Regions from separate parts of the Zea mays genome. Here region 1 is linked to region 2. The links are chromatin contacts, called in public Hi-C maps. All regions are on one chromosome and are shown on one strand. Each heading gives the region's core, a stretch centred on a gene start, on an enhancer-like site or on the middle of the called end of the contact. The rest is flanking DNA. Distances are from core to core; before and after follow the strand shown. Region 1 holds the start of LOC100192721 (Mannose-1-phosphate guanylyltransferase 1). Region 2 holds the start of LOC100284198.

Region 1 (2,960 bases), core at 118-2,617, 210 kb after region 2:
GAGGAGATCGTCTTGTGTTTCTTTGTTGCTCTTGTTGCTTGGTTGGCTTTCTTCGTTCTCTCATTCTTACTCTCAAAGCCTTGTAAGCGAAGCAAGAGACACCAATTGTGTGGTGGTCCTTGTGGGGTCTAAGTGACCCGGGAAATCAAGGAAGAAAGCTCACTCGGTCTAGGTGACCGTTTGAGAGAGGGAAAGAGTTGAAAGAGACCCGGTCTTTGTGACCACCTCAACAGGGACTATGTTCTTTGGAACCGAACCTCGGTAAAACAAATCATCGTGTCATCCGCTTTATTTTCTTGGTCGATTTATTCCTCTCTCTCTCGAACTTAACTTTTATTCTAACGCTAACCCAAGCTTGTAGTGTGCTTAAAGTTGTAAATTTCAGTTTCTGCCTATTCACCTCCTCTTGGCGACTTTCAAACATGTTTGTCTACGATCTTTCTTTTGTACACTTCTACAATTCAACACATATTATATGATTAGTACCCTCAAATAAATCATGTGCACATTGTTCCGCTTACTAACTATTTTTTCAAATAAATTTATAGCTATCTTCGTTCTCGAATATTTATCGTTCGTTAGTTTATTTTTAAACTAAAACACGATAAATAAAAAAGAACTAAAAAAGTATGTATTTATAAATTAAGATCTCACAAACGAGTTAAATATTGTTTAACCTCGCTCAGGGCGCGCGGAAACCACTAGTTGCATGAATTTCCTTGCTCAAAGGCAGTACCATCCAGATCCAGCAAGCCAGGGTTTCGCCTTCGTCCATCTCTAACACAGTACTCCACCAGGATATCCTAAACTCCAGACGGGATATTCCGTGCAAGCTCAGTTATCCGCTACCGCCACGTTCCCTGACCGTTATTATCGGCATTTGGAGAAATGAAGCTTCGGCTCTGCCCTCGGTGGCTCAGCCACCGGTTTCAGCGCCAGTTCAACCCCGCACCCGCACCCCGGTGCGGCACGGATCCCACCGGGCGCAGCGCACGACCCACAAAGTCAGAAAGCCGCTGCCCGGAAATCGCCCGCCTCCGCTCCGCTACGCTCTCACCACCTCCTCCGACGTCTGATCGGCATCGCCTTCGCCTCCGCTAAAATACTCGCGGTCCACGCTCTCCTCCAAATCCCATCGCCACGCCTTCGCCCGCGCGCGTCTCTCCCTCCCCCACACTCCGCCACCAGCGCCGAAGCAGAGCAGCCATGGCCGGTTACGAGCAGCGCGTCGTTGCCGTCATCATGGTCGGCGGCCCCACCAAAGGTTAGTGCTGCTAGATCTGCGCCGCGCGCCCCCGGGACCCTCCTCTGCCCTCTCATCGTCTGATACTCTGATCGGTTTGCTCTGGTGCTGGTGTCGGGTGCAGGGACGCGGTTCCGGCCGCTGTCGCTGAACGTGCCCAAGCCGCTCTTCCCTATCGCCGGCCAGCCCATGGTGCACCACCCCATCTCCGCCTGCAGCCGGGTAATCCACCAATTCCTGCGCTCCCCTGTCCTTTGTGGAATTGTGACGTTTGTATGGTTCGGCCTGCGGCTCGTATGAGAAAGTTTTTTTTTCTTGCATCCCATTGCTGCAGATCCCCAACCTGGCACAGATATACCTTATCGGGTTCTACGACGAGCGGGAATTCGCGCTATATGTCTCGTCTATCTCCAACGAGCTCAGGATCCCTGTCAGGTTTGTTTCGTGCCCTCATGTTGTTTGCTTCTGCAGTGTTTGGCTGGGTGCGTTAGGGAGATTTAAGAGAGCCGTGTCATTGACAGGGTCTCTGGCCAATTTAAATTTTAGGTACCTGCGAGAGGATAAGCCTCACGGGTCAGCTGGAGGGCTCTACATCTTTAGAGATTACATCATGGAAGACAGCCCGGTAATGACTTAGTGCCATGGCCTGATTGTCATCTTGAATTGGAAGTCGGATATTTCTAAAGCTGCAGTAATGCAGTGGATCACTTTATCCACATCTTTTTGAATAGCTTTTGCCTATTCAGAAGTCAGAACACATTCAGCGTCTGGGGTTTGTAGGAATCTATTACATTGCTATGCCGATTGGATCAAGAAAGTGGCATCCTCTAAAACTTCGTTACTGTTTTTGCTTGATGTTTTGCAGTCACACATAGTTCTGCTTAACTGCGACGTCTGTTCTAGCTTCCCCCTTCCAGACATGCTGGGTAGGTTGCCAAGTATCTGAAACATACTCTTCTTTCGTGTTGGCTCGATTTATCAGTTTGATGATGATCATAGACACAAGCATGGATAGTGTAATAATAGAACATCACGAGGTTGTTCTTTGCTTTGCTGTTTAGACCGAATGATAGCGTGTCCACTTATCACTAGTCAGAATAAGTGGAATGGAACTGTAGTGGTTGGTATTGAATCTGAAGCTGAGCTTGTCATTAGTATCTTGTTTTTGGCATATTCGTTGGTTACATCTTATAGAGACGCATCTGCCTCTAATATATGGTATTGTACCTGAGATCACTAAAATTATAGAGATGCATCTGCCTTGTCATTAGTATCTTGTTTTTTTTTTCCTGTTTTTATCTTCTACTAGGCTAGAATGGGCTTAAGGCTCTACAGTTGTGCTAGCTTGCCTATCACCTTGTAATTAGTGATATATTGTCAAGGGTAGTGGTACCCAAGGCAGCGGGACCCCGGCTACGTAGTTCGTAGTCGCGATCCGTCGTCGCCGGCAGGGTTATACCCCCACGCCGTCGCCGCCTTCGTCAACCGGGTTATGCCCCCGAGTTGCCGGCTTAGAGAGGAAGAGAGAGATGATAGGCTGGTAATACTTGATTGATTATCTCCTGTGCGGTTACCATCTTATATGGCCAGAGGCCCAACCGAAAGGGGCAACAAACTCCACAATCTAAAGAACTGAATAACAGCAGGCTATCCTACTTTCCCTCCTAGCCCCTAGCTGCGCTTGTGTCCTGCATATTTTCCTGCATGACTGCTGCTT
Region 2 (2,910 bases), core at 341-2,840:
AGCATCTCCAAAAGTCTTTCCTAAATTCACTCTAAATCATCATTTGGAGAGCCATTTGAATAAAAATTGCTCTCTATCTTACCACCCTCCAGCAGATTTTGTAGATCTTGTGTGCACTCTAGAGAGCCAATCTCACTCTCCATCTTTAGCTAGCGAGAAATCCAGAATAGATGATGGCAATATTTATATATCTAATTAAAGAACTTGTTGGAGGACATTTTTTCACCCAAAATCTCCATTCCTATCAATGAGGAAAAATACAGAGAGGTTCTTGGAGTTGCTCTTAGCTAATGGCTGAGTAGATGTTTCTTACAGTAGTCAATTAAAAACTAGCATAAACATCTTAGGCCTGTTTCAACTAAATCCAAGCATCTTTCAGAGGATTCAGCAGTCAGACAGCAGCTCAGCACTGCAGTTAGTATTTGTGTAGTATGGCAATTGTGTCGGCCTAACCAGCAGACATCTTGAACTTTAATATCTTTGGTTTGCCTGAAAGCTTTATCCAGTTGGTGCACTTGAGCCAATATTTCCACAGATTGGACAAACTCAGTTGAGATCAGACACAGTAACAAACTGCTAGAATATCACACATGCTATCGAGGATGAACAGACCCATATACTTGTTCTTTCTAATAACACCCCCAGCCCACCCTTGAAGGGAAAAAAAAGAATTAGCAAGTTGCCTCTCTTGCATTGTACACACTTATAACACTAAAACTACCACTCAAGTGATATTGGCATATTGTAGACCACAGGCACACAGTACATGATATATGCTGCCACTCATGGTCAATTGTAACACTAACACATTTAGACAAAAAAATGCAGGTTAAATTATACAGCACGTTCCACACATGATATTACCCTGATGGATCAACACATTAAAACTACTGTTTTTACATGATATGAGGTGCATGTCACAGTTTATATGATTGAAAAATCATCAAATATCAGTTAAAGACATGCAAACCTTCAAAACAAAGTAGCATCCCTGAGGGTGACTTTGTCACATTCATCACAAGACAATTTGCAAACATGCTAACTTGTTAAGTTCTGAATTATGAGGCAGAAACAAAGGACGTCAAGCAAATCAATACACATTCATGCCTAGCACAAACTATCTATGCTCCTATCAGAAACAAATGGAACAAAAATTGGGAAGACAATTAAAAAAAGAGTGGTGACAAGTCCATACTCTTGAGGTCATTCATCTCGAAGGAAACCATCTTGTCTTGCAATGACACCGTGGATACTAGCAGGGGCAGATCCAGTAAAGGAATATGGGTGATTTTTGCAACAACAAAAAAAACTTCGAAGTTAGGAGGGTTGTCAAATAGCTAAATAGCTTTAGGTTAGGGTTTCGGTGCTCAGCTTCGAACAGGATGAAGGGAAGGGAAAAGAACGGGTGGGAGTACCTGGCGGGTGTCGTCGCCGGCGAAGAGACCAAAGAAAGCCTCAGCAGTCAGCACCTGGCTTAGGGCGGCGGCGGCGGCGCACCCGTCGTCTGAGAGCGACAGAGGGGCTAGACTAGAGAAGTAGAGAGACAAACAACGCACGAGGAGGTTATGCATCGACGGCGTCAGAATTCAGAAAGAGCCGCATCGGGACTCCTCGACCGTTTTTTCTTTGGAAATTTCTGTTTTATTACAGCTATTTTGGGAATTCTATTTAAAAAAAGGGAAATTTGGATCCATACCATTAAAAGATCACCACCTTGGATCCATACCATTACTATCTCACTTACATGTGGGTCCACATGAGTCAATGACATGTGGGGTCCATGGTATATATCTAAAGTTTGGATCTTTTAATGGTATAGATCCAATTGCGCATTTAAAAAAGGATTACTATCTTTCTAAGTAAAAATGAATTAATTTTCTTTGTGAATATAGAAATTCAGTGTTCCTATACTAGACCTTAGAGCTAGTTTAAGAACCCCATTTTCCCTAAAAATCGATTTTTCCAAGAGAATTCAATTATTTTTCTTTAAGAAAATAGAAATTCAACTAAAAAAATAAAGTTCCTAAATTAGCTCTTATATTTTTCTTTCACTCTCTTTTATTCTTATGGAAAAACCCTAAGAGGGTGTTTGGTCCAGTGAAACCTAAAATGTAACGAACGGATTATAGGGCTAATAGATATCGATATCAGTATTAAGTACTAATATCCAATCTAATTATAGCTAACAACCATTACCGTCGACAAGAGATTCCATTGCCATTCTCGTAACAATGTCTGAGCCAAACAACACCTATGAGCTAAAACAAAATGATTAAATGACTAAGGGCATGTTTGGTCCCTAAATTACCAAACACGGTGACTAATAGCATCTCTAACTATCATGTAAAAAGGTTCATAAATGTTAGTTTAAGGACTAATGTACCCTAAACGATGTTGCTAAATTTAAGAAGTTATTATTTTATCCTTTCTTGTCTCTACATTTGGCAACTCGAGATTGACTCCTCAAAGCATTTTTCGTGCGAAATTAGTGTTCTATGTGTTCTGTTTTTATTCTCTTTTATTTTTTATTAATAAACTTCGGGCTACTATGTGGAAGAATTTTGTTGTATGTTATATTTTTTTATTTCTATAGTTTGCAATTTAGGTCTTGTTTGGAATCTATGAATGATTTTGCGTCTGTTTTGTACACAAATTTTAGAAACATTTCAAAAACAATATCATGTTTAATGGAAAGAACATAAAACTTTCTAGAACGTGAGAGCGAGATGAGTTTATAGCTGGCATATTTTTAAAATATTTGGCAGCTAAAAATAGAGAACTACTAGAAAACATATTTTGTTTACTCCCTACTATCATTTAGCAACTTCTCACATATGACATATTGAAAGTCGCCTAGAGGGGGTGAATAGGGCGAATCTGAATTTTACAAACTTTAAGCACAACTACAAG

What was found. A called contact is a pair of places that touch in the nucleus more often than the background predicts.
Region 1: a Hi-C map of bundle sheath shows a contact between it and region 2, with 2.8 times the contacts expected there. The contact joins the promoter of LOC100192721 here to the promoter of LOC100284198 in region 2. A contact is called at or near these places in 6 of 25 Hi-C or Micro-C datasets (bundle sheath, endosperm, leaf and 2 more).

What each region holds. Positions count from the first base shown.
Region 1 is chr1:21,351,688-21,354,647 of Zm-B73-REFERENCE-NAM-5.0, forward strand. LOC100192721 (Mannose-1-phosphate guanylyltransferase 1) reads left to right here and starts at 1,368. Exons shown (of 14, transcript NM_001137922.1): 1 at 1,368-1,465; 2 at 1,578-1,678; 3 at 1,765-1,868; 4 at 2,109-2,169. The coding sequence starts at 1,639.
Region 2 is chr1:21,146,169-21,149,078 of Zm-B73-REFERENCE-NAM-5.0, forward strand. It overlaps LOC100284198, which reads right to left and starts at 1,591. Exons shown (of 7, transcript NM_001157093.2): 1 at 1,416-1,591; 2 at 1,196-1,252. The coding sequence starts at 1,226.